Linked DNA regions of Mus musculus: region 1 is linked to region 2. Evidence: chromatin contacts called from public promoter capture Hi-C data. All regions are on one chromosome and are shown on one strand. Each heading gives the region's core, a stretch centred on a gene start, on an enhancer-like site or on the middle of the called end of the contact. The rest is flanking DNA. Distances are from core to core; before and after follow the strand shown.

The links. Promoter capture Hi-C pulls out the DNA fragments that hold promoters and counts their contacts.
Region 1: a promoter capture Hi-C map of cranial neural crest shows a contact between it and region 2, with 2.3 times the contacts expected there. The contact joins two enhancer-like sites. A contact is called at or near these places in 5 of 39 promoter capture datasets (the C10 cell line, cranial neural crest, liver and 2 more), 2 of 484 Hi-C or Micro-C datasets (the G1E-ER4 cell line and liver) and 1 of 9 other capture datasets (adipose tissue).

The regions. Positions count from the first base shown.
Region 1 is chr15:81,060,936-81,064,837 of GRCm38.p6, forward strand. The region is part of intron 2 of Mrtfa (myocardin related transcription factor A); the gene reads right to left. Among named protein-coding and RNA genes, the nearest start is that of Sgsm3, 85 kb to the left of the region's middle. Within about 2 kb of position 1,601, at least 87 of the 459 cell types and tissues checked have an H3K27ac peak or open chromatin away from gene starts, as enhancers often do.
Region 2 is chr15:80,928,186-80,932,100 of GRCm38.p6, forward strand. It overlaps Tnrc6b (trinucleotide repeat containing 6b), which reads left to right. Exons shown (of 25, transcript NM_144812.3): 25 at 904-3,915. The coding sequence ends at 1,291. Among named protein-coding and RNA genes, the nearest start is that of Mir5113, 9.9 kb to the right of the region's middle. Within about 2 kb of position 1,941, at least 62 of the 459 cell types and tissues checked have an H3K27ac peak or open chromatin away from gene starts, as enhancers often do.

The DNA.
Region 1 (3,902 bases), core at 351-2,850, 130 kb after region 2:
ATAGCAGATGTGCAGCCTGGTCTTCATGCAGGTCCCCCAACAACTGGAGTGGGGGCCGTCCCTGACTCTGTTGCCTGTCTGTGGATCCTGTTCCCCTAACTGCCTTGTCTGGTCTCAGTGAGAGAAGATGCGCCTAGTCCTGTAGAGACTTAAGGTGCCAAGTATCAGGTATCCATCCAGATGAATGTGGCCAAGGCTGACAAGGTCACAGGCAGGTTTAAAACCTATGCCACCTGCAGGCCATTCTCAGGATAGACAAGTCAGATGATTCTCTTTTCTGCTTAGCTAAGGCAAACTATATCATCTCAAAGAACTTCTGATCAGAGGAAATTTAGGGACATGTAATTAACAATGAGAACCCCACCCCAAATTGTAGGTAGTGTAAAATTTTAGTTTCCTAACTGAAAAGAATTGGAGATTCAAAAATAAATTTTCAGAAAGGCTGCAGTGAAACTTGTACAGATAAAATCCGTAAAATTAAACTTCCATGTGGTATGTGAGGATAAGAGCTACGAGATCGGCAGCTCAAGCCCATGTAGGAGAAACCTGGGCCATTTAACTGTTAAATTAAGTTCCCCACAGCACCTGTCCCATGATTATTAGTGAGGATGGATGAGAAGCAAAGGCGCGTGCAATCCTACGGGTGTTCACGTCATAAACCCACAGCTCTGTTTGATATTTCTGTGGTTGGATCTGCTGCAGGGTTTGCACAACTTTTACAGGACAAACCTGCCTCAGGTCAACCAGGAGATGAGATGGATGCTTCCATCACCTCTGGGATGATTTCCACCTCTCCTGTCACAGACCTAACTTTCTAGTCAGGTATTAACTAGGCTTCTTCAGCACACTGCATGGCTGGAAGGGGACAGGCCAGATTATGAGCTTAAATATAATGTAGAACTACATCATACACATTTTTTAAAATTTTGCTTGGCACACAAGATTTGTAAATTTTTATGAGGTGAAATGTGATGTTTTTACTCCTGTGCAGTTGGCTAATTAGCATATCCACCACCTTAAACTTTCACCATTTCTTTATGCTGAGTACACTCGAAATTCCTCCTCTTTGGGTCTATCCAAATTGTCACTAACAATATCCACTAAGAATGTTTACTTTAAAAATGTCCCCGAGAGGAAATGTTCTCACCCTTGTGTCACTTAAGCATCTCAGTAGTAGCATCCCTAAACAGCCTTACCCTGGTGGTTTCAGAAAAATGGGTGAGACTAGTTTGACAACCCGTGTAATTTGCTTCAGGCTCGACCCCTTCTCTGCTGGCCCTGCTGATTCTCACCAGCGTGAACACAGTCAGCAACAGCTGGGGATCATTAACCCGACAGAAATAGCTCAGGAACTCCAGCGTGTGAGTGGGGGAGGCGAGGCTGAGTATCAGATTTAAAAAATCAAAGGGCAACAGGCAAGGCGGGAGGCGGGGAAGAGGTGACCCCTAAGGAGAGTATCTCCCTACATTAGAGCCAATGGGATAACTAATGAAGGGGCAACTGACTATACCAAAGCTGCTTCACCCCTCCCTAGTCTTAGATGGAAGGCTTAGTCAGACCCGAGAATGGGACAGGCTGGGCTGTGGAGAGGGAAGCTGTAGAGTCCTAAAGTTTACCCTCAAATCATCTCAGTCTGAAGGAATCTTTCAGAGGAGATGAATCAGTCCCAGGGTTGTACTGACAGTAGAAGCCAAGTCCACAACAGGGCAGGCACAGGGCCGTGAGAAGATACGACAATCCCAAGGTGGTCTCAGCCAGGTCTACCTCTATCGGGTGCTCTCCGATAGCTTTTGAACCCGGCATGTTTCAGGAGATTGGTGCAGGAATGTGCCATCTGCCTGGGCCCCAGCCCAAGTGTGTTCAGCACACAGCTGAACGTACTGGAGGAGCTTTTGTCAGATCCCTACCCCCCAGGGAGTCGGCTGGCACATCCTGATCTGCACGTTTAATTCTGATGAGGTCCAGAACCCTGTAAGCTTCTTCATACCACACTTGCCAGGGTGTCCACTCAGTATCACCAGGACTTCTCCCAGCAGGGCAGTTCTGTAACTGAGTTTCCTACCTGGAAGCCTGGACAGGGAATTATTCAAGTGCAAATAGTAAGCTGCAACTTTCCTTGGTAAGAGGTTTTGTAAGCAGGAGCCTGCCTGGATTCAGCTGAACATTTTATCTGGTGTCTCTATAATGATCTGCTGATGAAAGAAAGCCCCATCTTCCTGTGCAGCCCTGGTTGTCCTGGAACCTGCCCTGTAGACCAGGCTGGCCTCAAACTCAGAGATCAGCCTGTCTTTGCCTCCCTAGATTTAATCCTTCTGGGATTAAAGGTGTGCACCACCACAGCTAACCTACTGCTTGTCTAACCACAAACTACCATAGCAAACTGTGTTCATGCTTATTTCCAAAATGCAGCCGTCTTCTCTTAAAAATTGCATCTGAACCTGGTTTTCCATAATGCTCTAAATACCTTATAATAATTAGCTGACTCTGAATATTTGAAGTTGATAAGAAAGGCAGAGGATGTTAAAATATTAAATCCACTTGAGACTAAACAAAAGGGTATGACTTACATGGCTAACAGTTCATCCTGAGGCAGCAACATCAGAAGACAAGCTTCGTTGAGCAGACTTCTGTAGTTATAACCACAGGTCAGTGTGTGCAGCTTAGGTGGACAGAACTGCATGTCACATCTCCTATCAATTCTTAACAGCATGCAGTCTTTAATATTTAAAACTTAAGGTTATAATATTACAACTAGTCTCTTACTGTGTGCACTCCATATGGAGGTGAAGACAGAAGCAAAGAAGGAGCCCAAGTTCATGTCACACCTTACAGAGAGCTCACACACATGTCACACCTTAGAGAGCTCACACACATGTCACACCTTACAGAGAGCTCACACATGACCTCATTTGACTCAGTTATGACTAAAGACACTAGAAAATCAGAAACTGGTTTACTAAGCTAGAGCAAGTCAGACACACACAGACACACACACACACACACACAGACACACACACACAGACACACACATAGACATACACAACTGGCAAGATCAAACTAAGAACAGCAAGTTCAAGACAATTTTGCTCTCTGTTAAGACACTAACTGCCTACCATATAATGGTGTCCAACTTCAAGAAAGTAATGTATGACACCCAGAGACTTGACTGATCTCTCTCAGCTTTAACAAGATGTTACATCCCTTGTTCCAACTTCATATTCTGAATGTAGCTGAAAAGCATTACAGAAACATTATTAATGTCACTGACAATAAACAGAGGCAAATTACTTCTGAATTATCCACATGAGACTGACTAAAATCAGATTAGGATACTAGTCAAAAACCTCAGTTAATTCAGGATAAACACATCTCCCTAGGGATGCAATACTGCCCTCTAGTGCCCAGAAACAGTAATTATCAGAAGGCTAATTAACTGCTCCATGTGCACAAATGGGTGGCTTCAGTGTGAGCACTTGGGAGGACCAGAGAGAAAAGGCTGGGCTTACCACATGCATTTAAAACAAACAAACAAACAAACAAACCCCACAAAAGTGCAAAAGACCTCAAGGAACTCACAAATACAGCGGAGAAGATAAGTGTAAAATGGCCTGTGAGACAGCACAGAATGAAGATGCTGTTGACCTGAGTTCCATTCTTGGATTCCACCAGGTAGAAGAAGTGAACAGACTCTAACTAAAAGTGTCCTCCACATACATATTGAGGTGTCTGGGCATGAATATGCCCCCCCACACACACAGGAGTAAATGTTTAAAAATCTTTACAAAAATAAGCCTAGAGATAAATTACTAGAGAGCAAAGTGATTCTGTAATGTCCATGGAGGCAGTGGTGTATTGGAAACCTTTGAAACACTTCACACACTAGAGATGAACAGCAAGAGCCA
Region 2 (3,915 bases), core at 691-3,190:
TGAAGTAGACAGAGTAGATCAGACTCTCACCAATTCTCTTTACCACCCACTGTCAAACTGGTGAACAAAAAAGTGTAAACTCCATTTGGCCATAGCTGCCATGACAAAAATCCAGAGAGAGCACAAACAAGTGATAGCAGGCCCCAGCTGCAAGTCCATGCTCAGACAGAATGGGGCCTGGGTGTTGGCTTGCCTGCTGTTATGAATGGGATTCTTTGCCTCATGTGGATTTAAGGAAGGAAGGGAAGGAGGGAGGGAGGGAGGGGAAGAAAGAAAGCTGACATTTTCTTCTTGCTTTTGTAAAACTTCAAATTTTTAAAAATTAGTTTAGAATCACAGCAAAATTGAGAGGATGGGATAGCAACTTCCTGAGTACTCCTTCAGTGGTTCCTCAACCCATTGTTATCACTCCTAGAGTATCCTTTGTTACAGTTTCCAAGCATCCCTTAGCACCTAATTCACCAGCGTTCACAGTTCACGTTAGGGTTCTGTTCACTTTCTGGGTCGGTGGTGGTGGTGGTGGTGGTGGTGGTGGTGGTGGTGGTGGTGGTGGTGGTGGGTGTGAACAAACAAGTGCTGATCTCCTCACCTCACATCATTCAGGGTTGTAAGGTTGCCCTAAATATCCTCCCCTGCCTCCCTCCCTCCTTCCCTCTGCCCCCGCCCCCCCCACCTCAGACACACGCACACACACAGGCTGGAGACATAGCTCAGGTGTTCTTGCTTGGCATGAATAAATCCCTACGTTCAGTCCCCAGTACTGCATAAACCAAGCATGATCGCCACACCTGTCGTCAGGCATGCAGACAACACAGTAGCAGAGGGCTGACAGCTGTACACCACCCCACCCCCACCCCCTTGCTGGCGATCCCTCGGATCACGTGACTCTTCTCCTTTCTGTAGGTGTGTGTTGGGAAACACTACCATCCTGGCCGAGTTTGCCACTGAGGATGAAGTCAGCCGCTTTCTGGCTCAAGCTCAGCCCCCTACGCCTGCAGCCACCCCGAGTGCACCTGCCACAGGGTGGCAGTCCCTGGAGACCAGCCAGAACCAAGCAGACCCCGTTGGACCTGCGCTGAACCTTTTCGGTGGGTCCACCGGGCTCGGGCAGTGGAGCAGCAGCGCTGGTGGCAGCAGTGGGGCCGATCTTGCCGGCACTTCCTTGTGGGGCCCCCCAAACTATTCTTCTAGCTTGTGGGGAGTCCCGACGGTGGAAGATCCCCATAGGATGGGCAGCCCTGCTCCTTTACTACCTGGTGACCTTCTGGGAGGAGGGTCGGATTCAATCTGAACTTAAACTTTCAACTCTGACCTCGTGACCTTTTTTGGAACAGCAGCAGCACTAACTTGACCTTTTCGTTTTTTTTTTCAACTTGCAATAAATACATTTTTAAAAGGAAAAAAGAAAACGGAGAGAGAAAAAAGGTGGGTCATTGACAGACTGTCTGAGCACATAGTTGCCTCCCTTAAAACTTCAGTTTTTTCGTTTGGAATATGAATCCAAAAAGAGAACATATCACTCTTGAAATACTTGAATCATGAACGCCAACCTAGAAAGACAATGTGAAGCAAGTACACATACCATTTAAATTTAAACACAAAAAAATTAAAAAAATTAGTTTCTAGTTTTTCACTTTTTTCATGTTATATGGAAGTTGTTGCTAAGAAACATATATACTGAAAAAATAGCTTTTTAACTTTGTTTGCACTGGGTGTGTTTCCGTCCTTAGGTCTACCATGTTTGGGTGGGAGGGAAATTCAAAAGAATTGTTGGGGGAGGGGGGAGGGAAGACTTGACGGAGCCTCACTTTAAAAACAAAAACAAAAAAACTTAAAAAAAAAAAAAAGGTAAAATTTTGTGATTGGCTGGTTGATAAATACCAGTGTGTTCTGGCACATGTAACTGCCCAGGCATGCTCGTTCTGGTATGTGTGTGCACGTGTGTTCATGTGCATTTGCGTGCATCCTCCTCTCTGTCTCTCTTCGTGTGCCTGCGTCCTGCCCTCCTCGTCCTGCCTCGCCCCGCCCCACCCCCACCCTGATTTCTCAGAAAGCTGCATTGCTGACAGTTCCAAAGGCTGGCTGGCCGGCCATCCGCTTTTCATTATTTCTGACTATGAGAACACAGGAGCACAGGGAGCCGCTGCAACTCAAGCCACTTCTTCTGGCTGCCTCGAGATGAAGGGTGCTTTTCAGTGACAGAGCAGCAGCCAGAATGCGGGGGGGGGGGGGGGGGGGGGGGGGCGGGGAGGTCCCCAGCTTCTGTCGACCCAGCTGCAGAGCAGAGCACTGCCAAGGCCAGAGGTGTGACAGAAGGCCCCTCCCTCCAAGAAGCTGCTGCTCACCTCTGTGCTGTGAAGTAAGCAGCTGCCTGCCCGGCAGCAGGAGTCTAAGGACTGAGCTGGCCAGTTGGCTACTTTGAGTGAGAACAGACGATTCAATAATTTTTAAATCGTGTGATGTTTTAAAAGCTGAAAAACAGTTCCCACTTTGCTGTGCTCGTCGGGTGTGAGAATTTTTTGAAAGGATTCAGGTAATGCAAATTCAATTACTTCTATCAGTTCTCATTATCATGTGAGGAAGACAGTAAGTTATGAGCAGCCTCCTGGAAGCATCGCAGCGCCTCCCTCTCTGCTCCCCTCTCTCTCTCTCTCGCTGAGCATTACCTGTGCCAGGCCGTGGCGTGTTACAGCACCAGGCCATCACTGACAGAAACGTTTACTTAACGAATGTTCTTAAACCAGTGTGTACTTCAAGTGTCTCCCTTTGTTTCTCTGTGTTGTTTCCTGTGTATGTGGTTTTGCTTAGGCAGAAATAACTTAGCAAAGTATTGCACCTTGTTTTGGTTTTGACCTCTTTTTTTTTTTTTTCTTTCCTTGTAATGTTGGTTTTTTTATTTTGGTATTTAAAGACTTTTTTAAAAAAACATCAATGTAGTAGTTCTCTGGGCCGAACAGGAGGCAATGTTTAATCCACAGTTATCACCAATACGTATGTACTATGTTGGAATCAAAATATATCAAATTTCTTATTGTGAAGAGAGTGAAAGTAAACCCGAAGGGGATCCTCACGTGCTAAATAGATGGCGGGCGGGCGGGCGGGCGGGCGGGCGGGCGGGCGTGATGTGTGCGGGGAACATGCTAGCACTTGTGTGATATCCCAGTCTGCATCGTACTGTCTGTTCAACATGAAGTGCCGACATTCTGTACCAGCAATTACCTGCCCATTCCAACCCCTGACGGGAGCAGACCTCTGCTGTCCTCTGTGACTTGCTGCTATTGAGGACAAGGGAGTTTTTCTTTCTTTAGCATCTTCAGTGAAGGATACAACAATGCCTAATGTATTTAACTTTCAGCTTGTGTCTTTGGTGTAGGTGGGTAGAGGGGTATGGATAGGAAAAAGCAAACAGACAAACAAAAAACCCAAAATTGCATGTAAGTGGCTTTGTAAGACAGTGAGTGGGAAATTCTGTAGTCGTCTTGGCTTACCTTGTTGGGTATAAACCTAGCTTCAGAGGAGGCTGACGGGGCACCATTCCCATGAGCACCTGTGCTTAACAATCTGGGCGCCCTTGGCAGGTGGGTAGGCAAATGAGCGTGCAGTTCTGGTTTGTTCCTGCAACACCTTGTTCTCATGGACTCTGCCTTCCTCCTGCTCTCTGGTTTCCATCACCACCACCCCCTCTCACCTCTGCCCTGCAAAATGTCTCCTTCCAGCCCCACTGACTCTCAGTGTTGGAGCAGAGCTCTGTCGCAGGTGATGACGTCCAGGTGAAGCGCCGCTTATATTCAGACATCTGCAGACTGAAGGCTGAACTTTAGTGTCCCCAGACTCCTGGGAGCCTGTGGGGACTGTCCACTGCCGCTCTTGGTTCATGGCCCTGCCTATCCTCTCCTCTGCCCCTGCTCCTCTTTC